Linked DNA regions of Arachis hypogaea: region 2 is linked to region 1. The links are chromatin contacts, called in public Hi-C maps. All regions are on one chromosome and are shown on one strand. The core of a region is the stretch at or near the end of the contact, and the rest is flanking DNA. Distances in the headings are between cores, read along the strand shown. Region 1 has its middle 10 kb from the start of LOC112696262. Region 2 holds the start of LOC112696273.

Region 1 (6,215 bases), core at 2,191-4,690:
CCATGACGACGTTTGCTAGCCATGTTGAGAATCGTAGTTCTCTAATGAAACCGGCTTCTAGAAGCTTTTTTGTTTCTGTCTCGGCCGCTTTCCTCCTTTCTTCTCCTAGGTTTCTTTTCATTTGCCGTATAGGTCAGGCGTGAGGATTGACTGCTAATTTATGACAGATGAAGTTGGGGTCGATCCCTGGCATGTCTGCTGGCGTCCATGCGAAGAGGTCAGCATTTGCTCGTAAAAGTTTGACAAGGTCGTCCTTGGGACCTGAAATGAAAGCGGAACCTATGTTAGTAAATTGATCTTCGGCATTTAATTGTACCTTTTCTAGGTCGTCCGTTGGTGTAGGACGACTATTGTCAGCTCAGGGATCCAACTCGGCTAAGCTCGGCACATTTGTCGAGTTATACACCGCGTGAATCCGAGGTGTATCTTCCTTCTTTGCTGTTTTGAGGCTTGCGTTGTAGCATTGCCTTGCTTCTTTATGATCGGCGTACACCATCCCCACTCTGTTGTCCTGCAAAGGAAATTTTACACAAAGGTGTACTGTTGAAACGATTGCTCCAAAAGCATTTAATGATGGTTGCCCTAGGATAATATTATAAGGGCTGGGGCAATCGACCACTAGAAATTGGATATCTAGTGTTTTGGTGTTTGGGAGTTCTCCAATTGTTGTTCTTATCCATATATATCCTAAGACCGACACTTTCTCCCCGGAGAACCCTACAAATTCCCCATGTGACGGTTGAAGCGCGTTGTCGCTGAAATGCATTTTTTTGAAGGTTGAATAGAACAAAAATGTCGGCGCTGCTTCCCGGATCAAGTAGGACCTTTTTTACTGTTAATTCTCCCATGTGAATCGAGATGACAACTGGATCATCTAAATTTGGGTAGGATGTTTTGAAATCGGCTGTACTGAAATCGATACGAGAGGTCGGAACCGAGGAGTATTGCTCTGGGTGGGCTCCCTCCATTGTCATCATGGCTCTGTAACTCCTTTTTCTTGCCGAGTTAGTGGTCCCGCCTCCTGCAAAGCCCCCTGAGATGTAGTTGATAACTCCTTTTGATGGGGGTATCTCAACCTGTTTTTGTCTGCTTTCTTTTTCTGATTCTCTCGCCGCGTCTTGTTGCTTTTTGACTGAGATATATCTGTCCAGAAGTCCTTGTCTTGCCAATCTTTCTAATAGGTCTTTTGCCACTACGCACTCGTCTGTTGTATGGCCGAACTTCTGGTGGTAAGCACAATGCTTGCTCCTGTCTACGTATTTCTGATCTTGGTATAAACCTGCTCGGCTCGGTGGCTTAATCAATTTATTGTGTAGAATTTCTTTCATTATGTCTTCTCTCTTCGTGTTGAATTTTGTATACGTGTCAAACTTTGGCGCTAGCTTGAATGGTCTTCTCGAATCTCTGCTTGTAGGTCGGTGAGATCTTTCGTTGTCCTTTTTGGCCGGTCTTTCGGTCCTTCAAGCTTCTCTTAGCTCTTCCACCTCTATTTGGCCCTGGGCTTTTTCTCGAAACTCTTCCAGCGTTTTTGGCTTTGTTACCGCTATCGCTTCTTGGAATTTTCTAGGACGAAGTCCGCTTTTAATGGCATGTAACTGTACTTCAGGATTAAGATCGGAAATTTGCATGTTTGCCTCTGTAAATCGCGTCATGTATTTTTTTAAGCTCTCGTGTTGACCCTGCTTGATTGTGCTAAGATAGTCTGAATCTCGCACATAAATCTTTGACGCTGCAAAATGGTTTATAAACAGTTTAGTAAACTCGTCAAAACTAGATATTGATCATGCAGGTAAGTTAGAAAACCATAATAAAGCAGCTCCATTTAGGAAGGCTGGAAAAGATCGGCACAAGATGGGATTGGAGTCACTGTTAAGAAACATCATTGATTCAAATTTTGTAACATGGATTTTAGGATCTCTGATCCCCTTGTACGGCGATAGTATCATCGGGAGTGTGAAATTTATAGGCATTTTAAAGCTCATTATTTCTTCTGAAAAAGGGTTGTTTCGCCGCCTTGTCATCCTAGCGTGAGTTTCTCCTGTCTTAACGTTCGACTCTGATTGATGCTCTTCGTGTTGCACAGTGTTTTCTTTCTTATTTTTCTGTTCGTCATTGTTCTGCATCGCTGCTAATAATTCGGCCATCCGCTGGTTTTCGGCCTGCAAGGCGGCATTTGCGGCTAATAAATCAGCGTTGGTTGGGTTATTCGAAGGGGTTGTCGAGTGGTCCGTCATGACTTGGTTCCTGCAAAAGATGGTAGAAATGCACAAGACGTAACGTTTAACTTGAAAGAATTAGTATGCGAGGCGGTGGCCCCATAGTGGGTGCCAATGTTCGTGCAAGGTTACTCTTCTCCGAGCTATACACCAAACTCTAGGGAGAGACTGCTATGATGACTTTTACGTTTGAAATGAGAGACGCCTTGCTTGAACGCGACCCGAGCGGGGTACCTGCAAAAAGACTCCGACACTCAAGTTAGTGAGAGATATTTTTTAAGGATGAGAACGAAAACTACTTATGAGTATGTGTGTATTTGATATCCCCCTCGCTGCCTCGTGGCTGCCCTTCTTATAGATTTTACTTATTGAGTTTACTTATAGGTTTGGTGGAGTGAATCTCGGGTTTAGCCGAGATTACTGGGTGGTTATGGTCATTGTGCAGCTTCGGTGTTTATCTCTTTGTGAACGTTGCAGATGTGGTCGAGATATGGGTCGTCGACTCCGATTTTGTAGGGTGTAGTACATAATTTAATTTTTATACGAGAATACCAAATACATATCACCACAACAACAAAAATAACTATTTTTCACAATCAACACAAAAATAGTTAGAATACATATGACATTGAAATTATAATTAAAATTATTTAAAAATTGATTTGATGTCACATTTAATTTCCTATAAAAACTTATTTATTGTCAAAAAGGATTTTAATAAATCACCATCATTTTGAATTTTCGAAAACTACATACATTTTTTATCTAATTCAAAGCCAATCAAAAAACAACTTCCAGTAGCAGCATTGATGCTGATGAAGCTGATAAAACAGAGTAGACAATAATAATTAATGGATAACCAAGTAGAACTGCATAATGTATGAAGAGTCCCGTGGCTGTTTAGAAAATAAATCCACAGGCACATTAGAAACTGTAAAATGAAATTAGATTTCCCCCTTGAGACCAATTTTCCTATTGAAATATAAGTATCTAAAATCTTTTTTTTTTTTTTGGGGTCAGGAAAGATAATATAGTTTTTTTTTTTGGGTCTTGGAAAGATAATATAGCTAACATGGCATTAGCTGATATTAAGTGTGAGTAATTAGGACCTGACCCATCTGGATTGAACGTGCTATAAACCCAAAGGGCTTCCCCTATATGGCTATATCGTTGTCCGTGCTATAACCAAGCATGTTGTATAAATAGGCTCAGGCTCATATGTATTCATTGGGACTGTTCTAATTACTATTTTTCTGTAGTATGGGGTTAAAGAATATATTGGACTGGGCCTTAGTAGGCCCCTATGTAACAAAAAACAACTGACTTTCGTCTGTTGCCTTTCGGCCTTTCCAATGTCCACAGTAACGCCCGGTTTCTAGGTATTTAAGATATGGTATGTCAAGTCCAAATAAAAAAAAATGGCAAAAAAAATTATATCTAATATGTGAAATTTGCAGAAAATAAAGTGCAATTTGTTAACCAACTTGCATGTCGGGTGGTCAGCTCACTCGTTCGCTTAAACAAGTGTCGGAATTTCGAATCTCATCTTGTATATGCAGCAACCAATTGGCCAGCGACAAACTCTTAAATAAAATTGCAATTTATGTCCTCTCAGGTTGAAAAATACTGTACAAAAAAAAAGAATTACAATTTATGTCCTGTCCAAAAAGAAAAAAAAGCACCTTATGCAGCTAAGGTTTAGTTCAAGTGGCAAATTATAGTGCTTTTTAATAGGCTGTATTCAGGTTCAACTTTTGGCAAGACCAATTAGTGAATAGGAATCTTTAAATATTATGTGGGTGAGTATAATGCGGGTGAATTTGTGATATAATACTTAGAGTTGAGGACGGTTTCAATCTATATGAGAAATAAAAAAGTGCAACTTATGATTGATAATTTGATACACATACGAAAGTGAATCGTTTGGGCAAGTTTACATATAGGCCGCAAAGTATTATGAATGAATAAACATACATTCTACAATGTACAGTAAATTAATGCATTGATGTTATTTGAGTGAGAGAGAGAGAGAGAGAGAGAAAGAAAACGTGCAAGCTCCGCGCTCTCCCTGTCCCTGTCCCTGTTTCGTATCATGATTGATTCTCATTTTAGAATTCGCATTAAGAAGGTGGATTTTTTTGGATATCTCTGGGAATGAATTTAAAAAAAAAAAGTTTTAATTGCATTTAAATGCAACACGGAATAATTTAAATAATCCGATCAGAATACAATTCAACTTAAAATTTTCATACGGCATATTCCAACTTATAAATAAAATTAATCTATAAAGATTAAGGACATTCATTAAGAAAACATTTGGCAAATTCGTGTGGGGTGGGTATTCCTTCCCACTGTGTGAATCCTTATCCTTTTATGAGCTAAGAAGATCCCCATTTTAATCCAAATGATGGATACTAAGTTAGGAGTTCCCAACTTTAGGAGACAAGAATATCCAACCAATTCCCACTGGTTTACCCATTTGGGTTGACACTGTACCATCTCTTTCAACCCGTGATGTTTCCATTATCCTCTAATTTCCCTCAATGCTTCCTCACTCTTATATAGTAAACCACTTTAATTTCGCACTAATTCTCTAACTTTCTTCTACACTTTACTACTACTCTTAGTCATTCAATTAACAAAATATGAAAGCATTTCAGTTTTCTCTGAAATAAAAAAAAAAAAAAACCATTATGTCATAAGACACATTAATTCTTCTTCATTTTCGACATGAAGAGAGGAATTAATATACCTCACTGACCATGACCCTAGGAAGTGCTTAACACAAGAGCCTCTTGAGCTGTTGCTAATGGCATTTGAGTTGAATAAGTTAACAGTAGGTTAATAATTTATATGACACGTGTCAAGAGCCAAGCATACTTGCCCTTCCATGTTCTCAAATGGATCAAAATCGAATCATGATTGAGCAGAACGGAGGAAAAAGCAGGCAACTCGCACAACACAAACAAAAAGCGGCATAATTTCCTGCTAGACTTGGCAACACCAGTTGCATTCTTAAAGCAACTATTATCCATTTCACCTCTCCCATTTTTCAAATCCTCTAGGGTTACATCACTAATTAAAAATAATATGCACACCGGTCTAACCTTTTACAAGGTCCCACAATCCACTACAAAAATCTAAGTCCCACTATTAAAGCGCTTTCATCATGTTCCACTACAACCCCCCACCAATTGACAGAAAAACAAAGAGAACAAGACCTATCAAGTGATCTTTTCTTCTTCTTTTTTTCTTACAATTTCTTTCCCTACACTTTGAAACTTGCCAATACAAGAATGGGTCTGCTGCTATTTTCTAAGACTGACAATTTGCCATCAAACCCTGCATTGACAAGCCACAAATAAAGAGATATTATGGGATCTGACTTTGATTGCAACTTGATGCTTTCCAATTACTTAATTATGGAGCCTTGGAACAGACAAATAACTCATGGGCCACACAGTATTAGGTGAGTGGTAGATGGGACCAAGAAGTCATGCACCATATACCTAAGGTCTATGGAGGAGGGTTAGCTTCAGGCTTCACTATACTAGAGGTGTCCGGGGGTTGTGATTGGTATATCGCGGATGCAAGTGAGATTGGCATGATGCAGAGTGCCTTGGATTGAAGAAACTGCATGGCTGCTCCAACGTTTTCTTCCATAAGCTTAGCCACCTGTCTTTCTGTGCCATCATTTGACCACTTGTCCCAAGCCGGCCGGTTTCTTCCACCATCACTGCCTTCCTCCTGATAGTCACTTAGTTAAAATGGCTGAAGCGATTGAAAGACAACCAAAAACCAAAATTTTCCAACTCAATAATTAATTACCTCAACTGATGATAATGGGATGTCAGTTACCAGTGGTGCCACTGCACCAGCTCCACCCAATCTACTCATGCTCAAAACCTGAAAGGCAGATTAATTAACAGTCATTTGCATCTTCATTTCACATTGCTACAAATTCAAAATAGCCTCTCTTTTTTTGGACGTGTTACATCA
Region 2 (6,186 bases), core at 3,013-5,512, 280 kb before region 1:
TTACTGCCACTATCAAACAAGGAATTGGAAGTTATATATTATTCTTTTAGATAACTATGTACTAGGTATAAAGTGTTATTAGGTATAGCTGAGATACTATGAATTGTGACCCACCTTTTTCTATATGTTTTTGTTAGATTAGGATAACATTAATATTAGACTTGTAGGTTTTAGATTGCTCCTCTCATTCCTGTTTTAGCTTTAATTTATAGATATTTATATATGTGTGTGTTTATATATATGTGTATGTGTATAGTTTTGTTTGTTGAAGTCATTTGTTAGCATCCTTTCACACAAATAAATGACTCAAGTGTCATTTTGAAGATTCCTTATTCCGTGGTGGTGTATTTATCTTCTATTGTTTTTTGTGGGATGAGTCAAGTTTAAATGTCTCAGTTATGTGCTTTTGCAAGATTATATAGAAAAGAATGTTTAAAAAGAAAACGAAGTCAAAGATCTCAACACTCACGTACTTCGGGTAAATATTTTGACAAACTTTTCAACTACATGTTAGATATGGTTTATATTTTGGTGTGCTCATTGTTGTTTGTAATATTTTGTAGGGAATGTTGTTGGTGAATTACGTAGTACTACGTCCACAAATATTATAGGTTCTTTTTTTTTTAGCTAATGCTTAAATATTGTAGATTTTCATTCCTTTTAGCCTACTATATTTGTTGTTGTTACTATGATTTTTTTTTATATGCAAAAAGGTTTCTTTTTTAGTTTTCTTGTTTTTTATAATTTTTTTACTATTATCTTGTTTCTTTGTTTATTTATAAATGTTCTTTTCATTTATTTTAAATATTGGACGACGTAGGTGTTGATCGAGATTCTAGCAGTCTAACACAAAACTTATTACCTTCAGGTATTATTGTATGTTTGAGTTCTATTTTAATTGTGTATAACATAATCTTATATTTTGTGTATTCATGTATGTTTATAAGACTTGGTTTCATAATAATAATAATAATAATAATAATAATAATAATAATAATAATAATAATAATAATAATATTATTATTATTATTATTATTATTATTATTATTATTATTATTATTATTATTAGTAACAATAACAACAGTGGTAGTCATGGTTACTGTAGTAATGTTTAGTCTAATATATCTTGAATATTAATTTTTTTTGTTTAATATCCTATGTTTAATTTTTTTTCCTGAGTAATTCTTTTTTATTTCGTGTTGTAAATGATATGTGTGTAACATATGTTTAAAATATCAAAGATTAGTTATACTTACTCCATGATCATTTTTTTCCCAAAAAAACAGATGAATCAGTTATATATGATCCTTCCATAAATACGTGTAATACATTTGGTTCTCTGATTGATCATCCTCTTTTCTTGCAAAGTGAGCTCCAAGGTACTTTTTATTTAAAATGTTTCATTTCGTTCTATGATAATATTTCTTTTTATTGTTCGATTTAATTTGTATGCGTTGATTTATTTTATTTATTCATACTAATTTTTCTCACATATTTATTATTATCTGTTTGTTTTGTTGGGTTATAAATGTGAAGATGTGATGCATAGCAAATTTATTTTTCTATATGTATAAATGTAAATTTATATATGGAAAGGAAATTCCAATATAGGTGATGAAAGATAATAAAAATTTTGGTTTTAAATATGATGATCTATGAATGATTTTTTCACATCATTTTTTGGTTCGTTGTATTTCTGTAAGCAAAATATTGATAGATAGTTGTGATTCGTTCTCAATGTGTTTGTGGTGTAAGGTGATTGCATTGATCTTTTCTTTTTGTTTGAAATTTGTACAGGCTGTCTTGATATTGGTGATGCCGATTACAGTTGTTCATTTTGTGGGGCAAACTTCTGGTTGTTAGAGCGTGTTGAAAGATATTCAACAATAAATCAACCAGTATTTACACTTTGTTGCTTGAAAGAAAAAGTCCAATTACCCTATTTGCAAAGGCCTCCAGAATTATTGTGTAACCTGTTAAATGGTCGTGATAATAAGTCTTTGCATTTTTAAAAAAATATCAGAGCATACAATAGTATGTTTGCATTCACTTCTTTTGGATGTAAGGTTCATGACTCAATTAATGATGGTCGTGGACCTCCTCAATTTATCATAAATGGGCAAGTTTATCATCGAATTGGGAGTTTGCTACCAGGCATTGGTGAAAATCCAAGATTTGCACAGTTATATATCTACGACACGCAGCACGAGGTAGTCAATCGCCAGGGAATTTTTGGGTATGTTCGTCTTAACTTCTATGGTTGATTATTAGTGTGGTTATTTTCTATTATATGCGTATTATTGTTAGTTTTTTGTCTTATACCACGGGTTAGAGGGATTTTATAATGAATTGTTGTATTATGTTTTCCTGTAGGCAAACAACTGAAATAGATAAGGAATTGATAGTTGGTCTAATGCAAATGATTGATGAACACAATGTTATAGCCCAATTGTTTCGGAGAGCTCGAGAATTTTATGAGGATCATCCTTCGCAAGAATTTTGTTTGAGATTGTTTTCTCAGCGAGTACATGATCCAAGAATTTACAATTATCCTTCATGCGATGAGGTTGCTGCTTTGATAGTTGGTGATTTCGAATCATCCGACTGTGGTCGTGATATTATTGTTCAGTCTACCAGTGGTCAATTGCAACGGATTTATGAAACTCATGCTTTGTACTTGCCTTTACAATATCCTTTGCTTTTTCCTTATGGTGAGGATGGGTATCAATTGAACATCCCGTATCGAGGGGTTCAAGTTACTTACGTGCGTGGAAGAAGGACGAGGATGTCTCTGCGTGAGTTTGTGAATTTCCGATTACAAATGAGAGAGGATGAGGGAAGCATCATTCACAAAGCTAGGAGGTTGTTCCAACAATTTGTTGTTGATTGTTTTGCATCGATAGAATCACAGAGACTCTTTGAAATTAGGAAAAAACAAAGTACAATTAGAGGGGAGTTTTTGAATGGTATAGAGGAAGCTATGCAGCGTGGTGATGTTGAAGCATCCTCAATTGGGACAAGGGTTATACTACCATCTTCTTTTACAGGTGGTAAATGTTATATGTTTAATAATTGTCAGGATGCTATGGCAATTTGCAAGCATTATGGTTATCCTGACTTGTTCCTAACTATTACTTGCAATCCAAATTGGCCTGAATTTCAACGATACACCCGTCGTGAAGGGATTCCAATTGCTGATAGACCGGATATTTCTTGTCGAGTTTTTCATGCTAAGCTGAAGTGTCTTCTAACTGACCTTAAAGGTGGCACCTTTTTTGGTCCTCTCAATGCCGGTAAATTCGTCGTATTTCTTTGTTTTATATATATTTTTTTGGATTAACTGAGAATAACTTGTTTTTATTAAATGGTTTTTGTTTTTATATTTATTGATTTATTAGTTGTTATTTTATGTAGGTATGTATACAATTGAGTTTCAAAAAAGAGGTTTACCCCATGCACATTTTTTGCTTTGGCTTGAAAGAAGGAACATTTTGCAGAATGTTGAACTTGTTGATGAATTGATTTGTGCAGAATTACCTAATCCTGCAAGATTTCCTAATTTGTATAGGATGGTCACAAAATATATGATTCATGGTCCTTGTGGTAGGATACGGCCGAGTTCTCCGTGTATGAAGGACGGTAAATGCTCAAAATTTTACCCTAAGCAGTTTGTGAATGAGACTTCATTTGACGATGATGGGTATCCAGTGTACAAACGTCGTGACATGGGAATTACTGTCAAGTTATGTGGTACAGATATTGATAACAGATTTGTGGTGCCTTATAATCCGTTGTTGTTAATGAAATATCAGGCTCACATCAACTTGGAGTTTTGTAACAAGTCAAATGTTATCAAATATCTTTTTAAGTATGTTAACAAGGGCCCTGATCGTTTGACTGCTACAGTGGACCAATCAACGAGTGGTTGTCAAGAATCGCAGATTTTAGATGAGATTAAACAGTATTATGATTGTCGTTATCTTTCTCCTTCAGAGTCCATGTGGAGAATCTTTGCATTTGATATACATCATAGATGGCCTGCTGTGCAGCGGTTGACTTTTCATTTGCCGAGTCAACAGTATGTTGTGTTTGATGACAGTGACATTGTTAGTTCAGTTTTTGTTCAGAATAGAGATTTGATGACGATGTTTACTGCTTGGATGTTGGCTAATAGGCGATATGCTGAAGGGCGATGTTTGACATATGTTGAGTACCCAAGTAAATTTGTATATGATATAGAATCTAGGGAATGGATGCCAAGATGAAGAGGGTTTTCAATTGGTAGATTAAGTTTTGCTCATCCGTCGACAGGTGAATTGTTTTACATGCGATTATTGTTGAATGTTCAGAGGGGTTGCACTAGTTTCCGAAGTATAAGAACAGTTAATTCAATTGTATATGATACATTTCAAGATGCATGTTCAGCTATGGGTTTTTTGGTTGATGATAATGAATTTGTTTATGCTCTGAAAAAAGTTGCTGAGTTGTCGTCTGGAGAGCAGTTAAGGAAGTTTTTTGTGACATTGTTGTTGTCTGGTTCTGTTGTGCGGCCATTGTTTGTCTGGAAGCAAACTTGGAAGTTGTTATCTAATGGTATCATTTATTATAGACGACGAGAACTTGGAATTCCAGGTATGATTTTTTTTCCTACTATATTACGAAACTTGTTTGACAGGAATTGTCTGTGTATATGTATAGATTAATATGCACGTGTGTTTGTTTGTGCACACATTTCTATAGAGACACACAGTTTGTTTTAAATCTATGTGCTAAATCTTTATTTTGGGTTTCTAATCAACTTGTATTTGCAGGGTTACAAATGACTGAAGATGAACTACAGACTTTTTGTTTGATTGAGATCCAGAAGTTGCTCCAGAATAATGGGAAGTCATTAAGAGATTATGCTGGTATGCCATGTCCAGATATTCAATTGGTTTCTCAATTCAACAACTCTATGCTGCTACGGGAAATGCAATATGATATTGATTTATTAATCCAGGAGAATGATTCAAATGTATTGAAGTTGAATGAAGAACAAAGAGTTATATATGAGAAAATTGTCAACCGTGTTTGTAACAAAGAAGGTGGATATTTTTTTATATATGGATTTGGCGGAACTAGAAAAACTTTCTTGTACAGGACATTGTCAGCTAGGTTGCGATCTGAGAGGAAAATTGTCATCAATGTTGCATCGAGTGGAATTGCAGCATTATTGTTACCGGGGGCAAGACAGCTCATTCAATGTTCAACATTCCAATTGAGTTAAATGAGTGTACTGTTTGCAGGGTCTCAAAGGATAGTGCTAAGGCCGAATTGATTCGATGTGCTAATTTGATTATTTGGGACGAAGCACCAATGACTAATAGGTTGGCTTTTGAGGCATTGGATAGAACGCTTCGTGATATAATGTCGTCTGTGTCTGTTGTTAACAAAGATTTACCATTTGGTGGAAAAATAATTGTTTTGGGTGGTGATTTCCGACAAGTATTGCCTGTTGTCCCCAAAGCTTCCAGAGTTGAGATTGTGATGGCCACTATTAATTCTTCAATTCTTTGGAAGCATTTTGAGGTATTAACCTTAACAAAGAATATGAGATTGGATAGTGCATTGGAAGAAGCTGTTGTAGAAGAGTTAAGATCCTTTTCAGACTGGATACTTCAGATAGGAGAGGGAAAATCTGGTGTGATTATCAATGAAAAACTTTGTGTTGAAGTACCAACTGATTTGCTTATTAATACTTCTGATAATCCGGTTGAAGATATTATAAATGTGGTTTATCCAAATATTGTTGTCAATTTTTCAGATCCAATTTTCTTTCAGGATAGAGCAATTTTGGCTCCAACGGTTGAAATTGTTGAAGAGATTAATAACTACATAGTTAACCTGTTACCGGGTGAAGAAAAGGAGTATTTGAGTGCCGATATTATTTGTGGTAGTGATGCTTATGGTGATATTGATTGTAGTTGGATAACCACCGAATTTTTAAACCAAATTAGATGTTCTGGGTTACCCAATCATTCTGTCAAATTAAAGAAAGGGGTACCTATTATTTTGCTGAGAAATATTGATCCAACTAGTGGGTTGTGCAATGGAACTCGACTTATTGTAAAAGACCTGGGATCAAATGTGATTGCAGCCGAGGTTGTTTCTGGTAGTAACATTGGTGATCAAGTATATATTGCTCGA

Evidence for each region. Hi-C and Micro-C count contacts between places; a contact is called where the count stands out from the background.
Region 2: a contact with region 1 is called in a Hi-C map of an unstated tissue, with 7 times the contacts expected there. The contact joins the promoter of LOC112696273 here to the enhancer-like site in region 1. A contact is called at or near these places in 3 of 8 Hi-C or Micro-C datasets (leaf and an unstated tissue).

What each region holds. Positions count from the first base shown.
Region 1 is chr6:16,849,761-16,855,975 of arahy.Tifrunner.gnm2.J5K5, reverse strand. It overlaps the pseudogene LOC112696265. Among protein-coding and RNA genes, the nearest start is that of LOC112696262, 10 kb to the right of the region's middle. Within about 2 kb of position 3,440, at least 3 of the 3 cell types and tissues checked have open chromatin away from gene starts, as enhancers often do.
Region 2 is chr6:17,126,374-17,132,559 of arahy.Tifrunner.gnm2.J5K5, reverse strand. It overlaps LOC112696273, which reads left to right and starts at 4,262. Exons shown (of 14, transcript XM_072197992.1): 1 at 4,262-4,632; 2 at 4,812-6,186. It overlaps LOC112805381, which reads left to right and starts at 4,326. Exons shown (of 3, transcript XM_025847771.1): 1 at 4,326-4,632; 2 at 4,812-5,214; 3 at 5,286-6,186. The coding sequence starts at 4,326.